Linked DNA regions of Mus musculus: all the other regions are linked to region 3. A link is a contact called in public promoter capture Hi-C data. All regions are on one chromosome and are shown on one strand. The core of a region is the stretch at or near the end of the contact, and the rest is flanking DNA. Distances in the headings are between cores, read along the strand shown. Region 1 holds the start of Fkbp2 (FK506 binding protein 2). Region 2 holds the start of Spindoc (spindlin interactor and repressor of chromatin binding). Region 3 holds the start of Rbm4 (RNA binding motif protein 4).

Region 1 (2,700 bases), core at 109-2,608, 2.2 Mb after region 3:
GACAGTATTGTCAGGATCCAGCTCAGCCTCATGTCTCTGTAGGCAAAGGCCACCCCACCCCCAACCAAAAAACTGGGGGGTGGAGTCATGGGACGTCTTCAGTCTGTATCAGGAGGACGCCAACTCCCCATTATATCTTGCCTGTTTCTGGGGAATCCCACAGTCCTGGGTCACCACCCCCTCCCCTGGGCTCTGTAGCCACACTTACCAGTCCAGTGAGAAGGGGGCTTGACCGAGGACCCCAGCAGCGAGGGGAGGGGGTCAGGGGAGGCCACAGCAGCCAGTGCCCCCTCCCTTTGCTCACTACCTGACCTTCTCTCCCTCCCAGTCCCCATCTCCGTTCTTCAGTTCCCGCTAGCCCCTTTACGCAAAGTCCAAACCCTATCTGATTGCACCGGATTTGTCCCGACTGGACGACCCCACTCCCGCCACACCCAGCTGCCCCCTGTCCAGCACACCCACACATCTGCGGCTGCTGCAGGTGTTCGGCCCCGAGGCACCCACACATCTCCACTAGGTGGCTCTGAGGAGCCCCGGTCCTCCGGGGGCACCCCCCAGTCCGGCCCCGTGCCTCCTCCACCAGGGGCACCTCCCCAACTCTGAGCTCTTGGGGGCCTCCGGGGAACCCAAACTGGCTCAGAGTCAGCAGGGCGCCGAGCTCGCTCCACCCACACCACCTCTCCAGGGGGAGTTCTCGGTCTACCGCGACCCCAGGCGCGGCCACCACGGAGACCGCCCCCGCGTGGACGCCCCCGGCCATAGCTCAAGCTTAGCTCTGCGCAAGGCTCCTTGGCCCCACCCTTTACGGCGTGAAGCTCCGCCCCCTGACCTGCAGCTCCACCCTCCGCAATGTTAGACCTAGTCTCCAGCAGAGGGGCCACGCCACTCACTGACTGAAGTCCCACCTCCAACGACTGGGATCTCACGCCCTCTGTCTCCGAGCCAAAGGCTCCACTTTCCACCTGCTCCAGCTCCTCCTCTAAACCCCAAGCCCCGCCCCCCACGCCTCCTACTCCAGCTATGGGCCACTGGGTTCCGCCCTCAACTCGCACTGGCTCCGTTGTCCCTCCCACCGCTGTTCCGCGCCCCGCCCCGAGCCCCAGGGCTCCGCCCCGTACGGCGTGAGAGCCCGCCCCCTGCGGCATTGCCAGAGGCCGGACCCCAGCCCCAATTCCTTCGTTTGCTGCCCCTGGCTGGCACGCGGACTCCGGCCCGCTTCAGGCCGGCCTGCCCCAGGTTGCCCTCCTGCACCCGGATCCCCCAGCCTGGGCTGTGGCCCCCCGCTCACCTCCTCGCCGCGCCCCCGGAGCCAATCCCGCTCGTGCTGTCACTTCTGCGCAGGCGCGTCTTCGTCGCTACAGGGCGGGACACGCTGCCCGCCCTCATTGGACCGTCCAAAACCCGCTGCTGCATCTATGGGCGGGGCTTCTCATTTGGCCCTGCCTCCTGAGTGACTGCGTGACAACGTCACTTCCGGGGTTCAGATTCCGGGTCTAGTTTGGCAAAAGTTGTGTCCGAGAGACAGAAGGCAGTTCCAGCCAAGGTGACATGGTCAAGCAAGTATGACTGCACGCGCCTGGAGGGGTTCTAGCAGGCACCGTGCTGACTTCCTGACCGGCACGCCTTTGGGTAGTTGTTGTGGGAAGAGGCTAGGGGTTCGGAGCGACAACCCGGATTTGAATCTTAGTTCTTTCATTTCTTGGCTGGCTGCGTGACCTTGACTAAGTTCGTTCTTTTGGTGGTGCGCTCTATGACACCCATACCACATGGCCCTGAGCTATGCGGACCCCTTTCATCTTGTGGTCTACAGTGTCAAGTCTCATCTGTGGGTGAACAAACGTCTCCTGGGCCAGGTCTATCATTCACTGCCCAGGAGACACATTCTCTAACCTAAAGATCCTGAAATTTAGAGGAAGCCAAACCTGAGTTAGGCTATGGAGTCTAGTGATTTCATACCCGTCTTAGGCCGTTTGCCCTGCTAAGACCATTTATTCAGATACCAATGGAAGATAATCATGATGTTGACCCCAAGAGAAGCATACTGCATATCTGATGAAGCTTAGTGGGTTCTGAATGTTTAGCTCTCAAATCCTAACCTTCACTGAGCCAGAGCATGATCACCAATATCACTGCTGAGAAAGTTATTTAAACATGATAAAAAATGGTGTGCTGTCCCATGACTGTAATGTCAACACTCTAGAGGTAGATATAGAGGGATCAGAAATTCAAGGACATTCCAGCTACATGAAGAATTCTGAGTCAGCCTAGGATACAGGAGACATTTTCTTAAAAGAGAAAGTTCAAAAGCAGCATCAGGGCTGAAGATGCAGTAAATCAGTAATATTTGCCAAACATGTATGAAGCCAGGAAGTTTAAGGTCATGCAGGCTATGTGAGACTCTCATGGATGGGTAAGTAATTATGTGATGATCATCATCTTGAGGAATTCTTTAGTTTACCCTACTCCTGCTTTGATACCACCAAGATCATGACCTCAGTGTCAGTCCCTTCATTAGGGCGGCTACTTTCAGTTACTTCTGTCCCTGAATGTTCTGTAGCAGGCCAAAGCCTTGGTGCTTCGCTAGCCTTCCCACACTACCCAGGACAGTGGAGAAGGGTAGACACTGAGCCTGGACCAAGTAGGTTAGGAATCTCAAACAGCAGCTGATGAATCCTGGGATGCCAGGGATTGTAGGTGGAG
Region 2 (2,700 bases), core at 13-2,512, 2.6 Mb after region 3:
AATTTCCTAACCTTCCCTCCCATCTCCAAAAATGAGTTAAAGAAACACAATGACCAATTTGGTTCTCAATCTATTCTGGGTACTGTCATGCTTAAGGGAAACAGGTATTCCACCCTAAGGAAATATTTGCATTTTTCATGACTAATTATCTTCCACAAAGGTAGCTCTTTGTTTTCTCCTTTGGACCAGAGAGGCTGGGGAAGGAGGACGGGAAGGGAGAGCAATGTATTCCCAGATTGTCCCTCAAACACCTCCTTTGGTGACTAATCTCCATGTAGATGACATGGCTTGTTACCCACCCCCAAGCAAGTCCCGCTTTTCTCAAACGGGGTGCTACTAGCAATTCCATTCAAATGCCGGGTTTTAGACTTGACACCTGTGGCTCCTGAAACAGAAGGCCTAGAGGATTGAGGACGGGTGGAGGCTTCTACTTACTGGGTTATTTCCCCTCTCTGGAGGTCGCCAGCCGCGCCAGCCTTCACCTCCGTTATCACTACGGGGGACTAGCCTGGGGCCTAGAGGCCTGGTCGCCCCTCGGCCTAAGAAACAGACCGGAACCGGGAGACAACAGCCGGGCACAAACCACTGTACTGGGAATCCGGCCTCTACTCTGGGCCCGAGGGGGCGCAGGGAACCGGAAGACCTGAACCGCTCCTTCGGTGTGGATGGAAGTCTCTAGACCCTGAGCGGGGGAGGGGCGGCGGAGGAAGGGGGGCTCCGAGAGGCCTGGGATTCCAAACCCGGTGGGGGAGGAGCGAGGGCGCCGTAGCCGCGGACCGGACAGGGAAGGGCCCTCTGGGGCTGCAGATGCCGGCCCAGGGAAGCGCCTGGGGACCGGGAACCGGGGACCGGGACCTGGAGATCTAGTCCCGGACCACCAAGCGGAAGTGAGGTGTCCCCCCCCTCACCTCGGAGCATCGGCTCGGGCCGCGGGATCACGGCCACCACCACGGCCTCGTCGTCATCATCCCCTTCCTCACACTTGAGCGTCACCTCGAAGCAATCCAGAGCCGCGGCGCCCTTGGCTTTCAGGGCCATGGCGAGGCGAAGAAGGGCGACCGGATAGCCGAGGACGTTCGCACAGACCTCGGCGCACCGCCTGTGGCGGCCGCCTCCTGCCCCGGACCACCCCGGGCCCGCGGCTCGCCTAGCTCACCCGCCGCTCGCCCGGCCGCCCCGCCAGCCACGGGCTTCAACGCGTCACGACCCCGGGCGGGGAGGGTTCGATCCGGGGCCCCCAACCCCGCCGCTCCCTTTTATGGAGGCTCATTGTCAGCGTCCGTCCGGCAGTCCCGCCTCCAGACCAGGCTGGCCAATCACGTGAGGACACGCCCCCTAGCCCCGCCCCAGCCACAGGTCTGGGCCAGAACCCTGTGCAGCGCGTTTGTCTCTGGCCGGTTTGCTCGGCGGCGAAGCCTGGAGTTTTCCTGGGAGCGGCGCCGGCAGCCTTGGAGACCCGGTAGGGCATCCCCACCAATGGCTGGAGGAAAGGGCTGCTCGGCATCTTACTTCTTGGCTTTCCCCTGACTAGCTGCCTGCCTGGGAGGCAACACAGACGAGAAAAGACCGGTGGGGATGTGTGAAGGATACATAGGCTCAGAAGTGTGGAGACATCTCTTCTAATTTCTTTGGGCCTCGTTCCTTTCTACTAGCACATACGCTTTAGGGAAAGAAAAATCACTTTGGATCCTCCTAAACAAAGATTCTAGAAGATGAAGAGGACAAGAGTGGCGTGTGGGCGTGTGTAAACCGCTTCCGATGGATATAATTTACGTTAAAAACAAAACAAAACAAAAAACGTGAGTCCAGAGAGTGTGGCCTTTTCCCAGGACACAGCAAATCCCCTGAGAGCCTCCAAGACCGGGATCCGGTTGCTATGGCGCTGCTGCCTGGCATTCGTGCCTGAGTGAAGACTGTCACAATGGGCACTTACACTTCTGCATAACATCCCCTCCCCACACACATACACACACCAGACACGCTAGATTTCAGCTGAGAAACGGCAAAAATGTCTGGCACTCAAAATTCTGATTTTAAGTGCTACCAACAGTAATTATCAGCCCAGAAACAGTAATTGTGGATGATGTAGGAGGCTAGGGGACAGAAGAGAAACAGTTCACTTACCGTATATTGTGTGTGTGTGTGTGTGTGTGTGTGTGTGTGTGTGTGTGTGTGTTTGTGTGTGCGCGCGCGCCCTGGGCATACCCACCCCCCCCCCATCCACTGCATAACCAGCTTTTATTTTGTTGAGATAAGGACTCACTTTCATGTCAGTCTGACCTGGAATCTGTGTAACCCTGCTTGCCCCAAACCTTTTCCTCCTCCCTCCATTCCCCTGGCACAAGGATTAAAGGTCTGAGCTGACACCACATACAGCAGCCACAATAGAAAGAACTGAGGAAATTTCTATTACTTTGAAATGTACCCAGTACTAAAAAGATACTCCAAATCAAGCAATTTCCTAGGCCTGGATAGTTCTTACCTAAAGGCTGTTCTTTGCTTTTTGCCCAATGCCTCTGGGTAGGTAGTCTGTTCTGTTTTTGCAGTGGGCTGGCTACAGGACTCAAGCTTCCGGGAGATTGTGACTAAGGCCTGAAAGGCAAGAAAAAGAAAAGCCTGTTATTTCCCTCCCTCTGTCCCTCCTGAGTTCTAACTCCTCCTGAGCAGGTGAGGCTGTGTCTCCAGTGTCTTTGTGAGTCC
Region 3 (2,700 bases), core at 134-2,633:
CGTGCAGCTTGTAGTGGTGCAGGTTGCGTATGGCATCCTCAGCGGCCGTCTTGTCCTCTATGTGCACAAAGCCATAATTCTTAATGATGTCACATTCCAGCACCTTCCCGTACTGCTCGAAGAGTGAGCGGATCTCCTGCTCTGTGGCCTCCCGGGGCAGATTTCCAATGAACAGCTTCACCATCTCCACACAGCCTGCAAGTAGAGAAACAAGATTTTTAGGAGAAGACCTCAAGTCCATAGCAACTGTTAAAAAAAGGGAAAAAAAAAATCAAATAAATAAATGGCTCCCATCATCTCCTTTCACTTTAGCACATAGTCCCAAAAGTTTTCTCCTACAGGCATGCTCTTACATCTCCAATCAGTAACAAATGTGGAGTTCAACAAGAGCCTGCTTCTATTTCTCACAAGAAGTTCTATAAAGAGGAAAAATGTAACAAGGCAGACTTTTGTAGACAAAGGGGATTTTGCGGTGTGGCTCCAACCTACAGCACGGTACATTATAGGCAAGTATTCCGCCACTGAGTTACACTTCCCCTGCCCCAGACAAAGGAATAACGCTCTAAGTTTTCAGCATAAATAAAAAAAATGCTACAGGTACTGAGAGCTACTCACTTTGACATTTGAAAACAAGATTCTAACTACTAGACTTGCTAATTATAATTACTTCAAATTAGCTCTTCCTCTCTTAGCAACCATTTCCGGAAAAGTGGGAATTTCACTCGGAGTAGTGAGTTCCGGGATCAACCAGATAAAAAGCAGGGAAATATAGAAAATGCCCGAGTAGGAGGAGTCCTCTGGGGTGGGGGTGGGGGTGGGGCATGTCATTACAGGCTCCTACAGAAGAACTGGTCAAAGACTGGTGCTACAGTTTGGTGAGGAAGCCAACAATGCCCAGGGCATGACAGATTCTCCAGCCTAAATCTAAGATTTATCTAGGTGGAAACCCCAAAGAAGATTGAGCAAAGCAGAGGGTAAGGTGGACAAAAGAAAGCTATTCCGGGAGTAGAGAACGAGGACTTGGAGGAAGGTTGTTTCAGGCTTACCGCACTAAGTCGAGGACCGATGTCGGCTCTCAGGGACGGGTGCGCAGACCGCAACCCCACTATGCCAACCCTGACACCCACCGGAGTCAGGTAAGTTTTTTTAACAGAGAAAAGAACACAGTGGAAGAACGTGGAGTATCTCACCGCATGGATACCTGCAGGTCCTCCTCCTTGCAGCGCGGACGGTTCTGACAAAACGCTAAAATGGCGGCGGCCACAGCAGTGACTCTGGGTAGAAAGAGGGGTGAACCTACCCACCGGATTGGCCGTTCGGTAAAGTAAAAGGCTGGCGTTCCCGGAGATCCTCTTCCTGATTGGTTACCCGGAACGCCAATTACCTGAGAGGCCAGGAAGAGGTGGAAACGTCAGTAACCTGGACCTTTTATATGAAAGCCAATGAGCACCCAGCCTAGTGAAACTGAAGCCACTGATTGGGCAAGAGGTCCATCTGAAGGTGGAGCTAGAAACGCGGAATTCTTCAAAGCGCGGCCAGCCATTAGGCAGAATGAACAAGGTGCCGTGCGTCAGTGGGGCAACCTGTAGCTTCGTGGCTCCCAACTTTGTTAAGCTTTCACATTTTGTCACTTACACGTGCACATCCTGACAAAATTCAAGTTCTGTCACCACAATTCCGCACCGGTCCCTAGCTGAGCGTCACCACGCCCCGCAACGTGGATATTGCATCAGTCAACCTACCCAGACCTCCCGGCGATAGCCAAGCTCCCGCCCCTACTTAAAAAGCAACCCCCACTTTCCAATGTAGTCCTTCTGAGTCTCAAGTTACCAAAATTATAAGTATCTTTATGTAATTTTAAAACTCTAAAACAGTCAGTGGATCCAGCTTCGATAACAGTTCAATGGCCCAGACAATAGGGTGGTCAGAGACGTAGGAGACACAGGGGTTAAGGTTCCCTTTAGGAAACAGCCTCCCACCTCCCCAAAAGGTGTGAAAAACAGAGATTGAAAATCGACACCCCATCCCACCCCAACTTCACCCCGCCAAGAGAAGAAACAAAAAACAAAACAAAAAACGGGAACAGCAATTTTTGATTTTGTTTGGTTTTATTGGGCTCCATTAGCCAAAACTAAGTTTAAATTCCCTAAAACTGACCTTGGAAAAAAGGCTTGTGACAATCAGCTGTAAACAAGTACAAACGAACATTCTTCACAGGGTCCAAATTCCCTCATCACATTTTTCTCACCCACTGGCTGCTTCACATAATCCCATACTCATTGAGCAAGCAACTTTAGTCATGACCCTCTGCAACGCAGCTTCTTAAGATGGAGATAACCGGGAAAGGTGCTGAATGGAGAACTTAAAGGTGAACAGGCAGAAAGCAGGGGGAACTTCATGAGAACAGGATGATTGGGAGTAAAATAACAAATAGAGCATACTACCTCCCAAAACTGCCACAAAAGAAAGAAAAAGTCAAACAAAAGGCAGAGACAGAAAATAAGCTACTGGATTCTATAGCAGAAAATTAGTCTATAATTTAAGGCTAGGAAATAGGCCCCTTAAAAAGTAACAATATGACATTAAATATGGCCATGGCTTCATTCTGCAGCACCTGAGACTGAGTAAAAGCCACCTGAGATCTGTAATACAAGTTCTGCTGTCCTGCACAGGCCCTTTCAGAGGGGATCTAAAATGCAC

The links. Promoter capture Hi-C pulls out the DNA fragments that hold promoters and counts their contacts.
Region 1: a contact with region 3 is called in a promoter capture Hi-C map of liver, with 3 times the contacts expected there. A contact is called at or near these places in 3 of 39 promoter capture datasets (liver and pre-B cells) and 1 of 9 other capture datasets (liver).
Region 2: a promoter capture Hi-C map of pre-B cells shows a contact between it and region 3, with 4 times the contacts expected there. A contact is called at or near these places in 2 of 39 promoter capture datasets (liver and pre-B cells).

What each region holds. Positions count from the first base shown.
Region 1 is chr19:6,979,106-6,981,805 of GRCm38.p6, forward strand. Fkbp2 (FK506 binding protein 2) reads right to left here and starts at 1,359. Exons shown (of 6, transcript NM_001166368.2): 1 at 1,289-1,359; 2 at 1-36. The coding sequence starts at 32. LOC114841036 (Uncharacterized protein LOC114841036) reads right to left here and starts at 1,335. Exons shown (of 6, transcript NM_001370419.1): 1 at 209-1,335; 2 at 1-36. The coding sequence starts at 1,145. The coding sequence ends at 345.
Region 2 is chr19:7,381,764-7,384,463 of GRCm38.p6, forward strand. Spindoc (spindlin interactor and repressor of chromatin binding) reads right to left here and starts at 1,263. Exons shown (of 6, transcript NM_001033139.3): 1 at 909-1,263. The coding sequence starts at 1,038. It overlaps 1700105P06Rik (RIKEN cDNA 1700105P06 gene), which reads left to right and starts at 1,240. Exons shown (of 1, transcript NR_045703.1): 1 at 1,240-1,798.
Region 3 is chr19:4,792,626-4,795,325 of GRCm38.p6, forward strand. It overlaps Rbm4 (RNA binding motif protein 4), which reads right to left and starts at 1,384. Exons shown (of 4, transcript NM_001290122.1): 1 at 1,191-1,384; 2 at 1-195. The coding sequence starts at 184. Gm21992 (predicted gene 21992) reads right to left here. Exons shown (of 3, transcript NR_157185.1): 2 at 1,191-1,384.